Linked DNA regions of Triticum aestivum: region 1 is linked to region 2. The links are chromatin contacts, called in public Hi-C maps. All regions are on one chromosome and are shown on one strand. Each heading gives the region's core, a stretch centred on a gene start, on an enhancer-like site or on the middle of the called end of the contact. The rest is flanking DNA. Distances are from core to core; before and after follow the strand shown.

Region 1 (2,700 bases), core at 103-2,602, 550 kb before region 2:
ACCAAAGTCGCCGTCCTCTAGTCCCTCGAGCCCGTGTGCACCTCCAAGAATGACGCCCCCGGGGGAAACGACACCAGAGAGCCGCCGTCATCCGATCTACTGATCTAGGGTTTCCCCCGGAGGTAGCAGAGAGTGGCCTTGAACTTCTCCACGACGATGCCTTCAGGAAGGGAACGACGCCGACAGCGTCGCCATCGCCGGCCTTGGCAATAGCCAATAGCAGGTTTTCACCCAGATCTGATCGAAGACCTTCATCTCTCGTGCACGCCGCCATCCTTGCCGGGATCTGGAAGATCCCGCAAGCCAGATCTCAGCAGGGAGAAGCCCCCCCCCCCCCCCCCACCGAGACCCGCCGGCCGAGCAGGGGAGGCCGAGGCCGCGCCCACAGGAACAGATGATGAATCCATGCCCGCGCCGCCGCCCCGGAGTCAGCCCCGCGCGCCAAGAGGCGAGAACCACCACCATGACGCCCGCCGCACCGCCGCCAGGAGCTCGTCGCCGACCACTCCGCAGCACGCCGTGCCGCCGCACCCGCCAACCAGTCCGGCGCCCAGGCCCGGCGGATCTGGCCCGCGCCTGACCACCCGCGTGAGGGGACGAAGGAAGCCCCGCCGCCGCCTGCGCAGACCAGGCTTCGCCCGGCCGCGCCCTCCAGCAGTGGCGAGGGGGAGTAGGGAGGGAGAGGGGGCCGAGCGGAGGAGATCGGGGCGCCCTCCCCGGCCGCCTCGCGGGTGGCGGCGCGGGAGGGATAGGGTTCACGTGCTTTTCACGAAGACATCTCAGATATCATCAACAAGATCAGGCTGACACCGGTAAACGCCAACAGCGACGCACCGCCGTCTTGTTCTAGCGACGACATTGACCATTCAGTGGTACAGGGATATCGATGCAATTTTTATTATATTTGAGGTTCTTTGTATTTTCGCTGAACACTGGATGTGGTTCTTCTCCAAAAGAACTCGTTCATTGCGTCACTGCAGCAGTTAGGGTCGTGGTTGCACATACGTATCGGTATCAGTAACGGCAGCCATTGGGCGATCGGCAGGTTGAGTAGGAGAAATGTATTTTGTGCTCGTGGCAATGATCTGAAGAGCGAGCAAACAAAGCCTTCTAGAAGAAGACGGCGTCCATACGAAGAGCAGATCGGCATGGCGGAAACTCGCGGGAAAAAGGCTCCACGGAGAGTACCGTCACGGATGACGTTCCCACTCCCAAAGGCGCCACTCTGGATGAGATGAGGACAGTGTGGACCTGTCTCTTACGACGGCGGCTTGAGGCACCCTAACAGAGCTTAAATTCTGTCGAGATGTGTCGCTGAGGTCAGCTCACGGTCTCACCGGGCCATGCACTGCTCAACCAGACCACCCCTATGTCCAAATTTGACTGGATTCGAGCCGGCCACGCTATATTATCCCCGGACCCCGGTGGGTTTGTTTGCAGGGCGGCAGAGCACAGGCACAACACCAAGCCAACCCAAAACCATTTCGTACTAGAAGAGTGAAGCGAAGCGATGAAGAAGACCGTGGTCCTGTACCCTGGCCTCGGCGTCGGCCACCTGGTGCCGATGGTGGAGGTCGCCAAGCTGTTCCTCAAGCACGGCCTCGCCGTCACCATGGCGCTCGTCGAGCCGCAGGTCAAGTCCACTGACTTCTCCGCCGCGGTCGCCCGCGCGAGGGCCTCCAACCCCTCCGTCGCCTTCCGCGTCCTGCCGTCGCCGCCCGCAGATTCCAACCCCGACGGCGCGCCCAGGCACCACGTCGTGAAGGTTATCCAATCGCTCGCCGCCATGAATGCGCTCCTCCGCGACTTCCTCCGCTCGCTGCCCTCCGTCCACGCGCTCGTCCTCGACATGTTCTGCGTCGACGCCCAGGACGTGGCAGCCGAGCTCAAGCTGCCGGTCTTCTACTCATTCGCCTCCGCTGCCAGCGACCTTGCCATCTTCCTCAACCTGCCGAGCAAGTTCGCCAGCAATACGGCCAAGATAAAAGAGCTCGGCGACTCCATCATCACCTTCCCGGGCGTTCCTCCTTTCAAGGCTTCGGAGCTGCCCTCCGAAGTTATCGGCGACGATGAAGCACTCGTGTACGTCTTACGCATGTTTGAGCGAATGGCAGAGGCGAAAGGAATTCTTATCAATTCCTTCGACTCGCTGGAAAAGCCCGCACTGAGCGCTCTCAACGACGGACTTTGCGTTCCTGGTCGTGCGACGCCGCCGGTCTACTGCATCGGGCCGTTGGTCTCCGGAGGCGGAGACAAGGAGCACGAGTGCCTCCGCTGGCTGGACGCGCAGCCGGACCAGAGCGTGGTGTTCCTCTCCTTCGGCAGCCTGGGCACATTCACCAGTAAGCAGCTCGAGGAAATTGCAGTTGGTCTGGAGAAGTCAGGGGAGAGGTTCCTGTGGGTTGTGCGGAGCCCGCGCAGTCCCGACGAGAAGCACGGCGATCCGCTGCCGGAGCCTGACCTCGACGCGCTCATGCCGGAAGGGTTCTTGGAGAGGACCAAGGACAGAGGGCTCGTGGTCAAGTCTTGGGCGCCGCAGGTGGAGGTTCTGCGTCACAGGGCGACCGGCGCATTCATGACGCACTGCGGCTGGAACTCGACGCTGGAGGGCATCACGGCAGGGTTGCCGCTGCTGTGCTGGCCGCTGTACGCGGAGCAGAAGGTGAACAAGGTGCACATAGTGGAGGGAATGAAGCTCGG
Region 2 (2,700 bases), core at 173-2,672:
CCCTCGCTCGGCGTGGGCCACCTCAACCCCATGGTGGAGCTGGCTAAGGTCTCCTCCGCCGCGGGCAGACCGTCGTCATTGCCGTCGTGAACCCGCCGGACAAGGACGCCGTGTCGGAAGACGCAATGGCTCGCCTCTCCACCGCCAACCCAGCCATCACGTTCCGCCTCCTCCCCGTGCCGTCTTGCGGCAAGGGCCATTACTCCCACCCGGTCCTGCGCACCATCGACGTGCTCCGCGCCGCCAACCCCTCGCTGCGGGAGTTCCTCCGCACTCTCCCCGCCGTGGACGCCCTCGTGGTGGACATGTTCTGCGTGGACGCGCTCGACGTCGCCGCCGAGCTCGACATCCCCGCGTACTTCTTCTTCGCGTCCGCGGTCGGCGACCTCGCCATCATGCTCCACCTGCCGTACTACTACCCCGCCGCCCCGTGCTCGTTCAAGGACATGGGCAAGACGGTGCTCCACTTCCCCGGCGTGCCGCCGATCCGCGCGCTGGACATGTCGACCACCATGCTGGACCGGGAGAGCGATATCGCCAAGGAACGGTTGCGCCACTACACGCGGATGCCGGAAGCAAGAGGCTTTCTGGCGAACAGTTTCGACTGGTTGGAGGCGAGGGCGCTGGAAGCACTCAGGTACGGCCTCTGCACGCCTGGTCGCCCAACGCCGCCAGTCTACTGCATCGGCCCGCTAGTCCTTCCTGGACAAACGGGAGGGAGCGCCGGTGGGAGACACGCGTGCCTCGAGTGGCTTGACGCGCAGCCGGAGCGGGGCGTGGTATTCCTCTGCTTCGGCAGCCTGGGCACCTTCTCGGCGGCGTAGCTAGCAGAGGTGGCTCGCGGGTTACAGGACTCCGGGCACAGGTTCTTATGGGTGGTGCGCGGCCCTCCCGAGCAGAAGGACGAGTCGATCGAACCGGACTTACAGGCGTCGCTCCCGGAGGGTTTCTTGGAGAAGACCGCTGGCAGGGGCTTCGTGGTGAAGAACTGGGCGCCACAGGCGGAGGTATTCCGTCACGGAGCCGTCGGCGCGTTCGTGACGCACTGTGGGTGGAACTCGGTGCTCGAGGGCATCGTGTCCGGCGTGCCGATGATCTGCTGGCCGCTGTACGCGGAACAGAGGATGAACAAGGTGCACGTGGTGGAGGAGATGAAGGTCGGGGTGGCGGTGGAGGGCTACGAGGAGGGACAGGTGAAGGCAGAGGAGGTGGCGGCGAAGGTGAGGCTGGTGATGGCGTCGGAGGAAGGGAGCAAGCTGAGGGAGAGGCTCGCGGCGGCCAAGGAGATGGCGGCGGCCGCCGTGAAAGACGGCGGGTCGTCCGACGTGGCGTTTCACGAGTTCTTGATGGACTTGGAGAAGTGCCGTTCAGAGAAGTCTGGAGAAAAGTCGATGTAGACGGCAACTGAAAGCGAGACAGGGGAGCAGTGTTGTTTCGCTTGGATTCGTCGTCTCAGACCTCTTTGCTAGTCCCGAGGTATCACGGAAGAACCTCAGAAATCAGTATCGAAACCACACAGCGCTTTCATTTTGACTTTCGACTCATAAGATTGTTGTTTTCTTCTAGATTTTTCCGAACAACTTATCAGAGTAGTAGTGAGATAATTGCACGTATCGTTCTTGAAGTCGGCGGCAAGGTCCAACATGGTCCTCGAGGTTGAGAAGTGCTTCAATACAGTCCCGGTACATGGAAATACGTGATCAATACGGTCCTGATACATGAAACGACGGTCCTGGCTCTACACATCGCATACGTATTGCATAACGCGCTGCTGGAGAACAGGTCAACTCTCTCTCTCTCCACCTGTGTGGGACCTGCCTGTCAGTGAGCGCGAGGAGAAAATACAAGTAAAAATTGCTATTGCCTAGCGAGTCGAACACACGACCAGGCAGAATGCATGTTCGCTCGCTCGCTCGTGCTAGCCAACTCAACCAGGGCTATCGATATTAATAAATAGATTATTCCCTTCTTATGAGCACTAGTGCGCCTGCATGCATTTTCTTCTTAAAAATCCTTAATGAGGCCATTTCAAGTTCGTTCGCTCACTGATAACCAGAAGCTAATAATGAAAGAAACATTAATTTTATTATTCGACCACGTAAATCATCAAATCCACAAGGATCCGATTTTTTTACTTTGGAATTTCACAACCATGACAAATGGAAGAAATATATGGATTACTTCTAATGATATATGTAAGCACATTCCGAAATCAACATGTGCTTTCAGGCTTGAAAACTTAAACACATAGTTCCGCAAAAAAATAACTTTAACACATAACACTGAATGGTACATATATATAGCACATCCGGAAAACAGCATGTGTGTTTTTTGCGGTGTAAACTTGGCACGGTAATCTATCAAACATGAGATTAATTTATTATGTTTTTGCATATTTAGAATAGAAAACTAGCGCTTGAAAATCTACTAAAATCAGTTCACTGACACAAATGAAAATAGATATGAAATGCGAAGAAATTGTCCAAAGTGTGCCTTCACTTAAACAATAAAATTTATCTTACCTACAACAAATTTAGAAGAACTTCTATTTTCCATAAGTAATCATTTGTTTTTAGTTTCTGACATCTAAGTAAATATTTTTCATGCATAAGGACAAGGTAAAATGTGACAAGCTAAAGTTATTAGTCCAACAAAATGACAGGTTATACAAAAATATAAATCCATTTTCTTTGTCTGTTT

The links. Hi-C and Micro-C count contacts between places; a contact is called where the count stands out from the background.
Region 1: a contact with region 2 is called in a Hi-C map of leaf, with 4 times the contacts expected there. The contact joins the promoter of LOC123079097 here to the enhancer-like site in region 2. A contact is called at or near these places in 2 of 5 Hi-C or Micro-C datasets (both in leaf).

What each region holds. Positions count from the first base shown.
Region 1 is chr3D:389,533,282-389,535,981 of IWGSC CS RefSeq v2.1, reverse strand. LOC123079097 (anthocyanidin 5,3-O-glucosyltransferase) reads left to right here and starts at 1,352. Exons shown (of 1, transcript XM_044501770.1): 1 at 1,352-2,700. The coding sequence starts at 1,511.
Region 2 is chr3D:388,979,968-388,982,667 of IWGSC CS RefSeq v2.1, reverse strand. It overlaps the pseudogene LOC123074717. Among protein-coding and RNA genes, the nearest start is that of LOC123074716, 50 kb to the right of the region's middle. Within about 2 kb of position 1,422, at least 1 of the 8 cell types and tissues checked has an H3K27ac peak or open chromatin away from gene starts, as enhancers often do. A contact at or near this core is called in leaf, where this site is marked.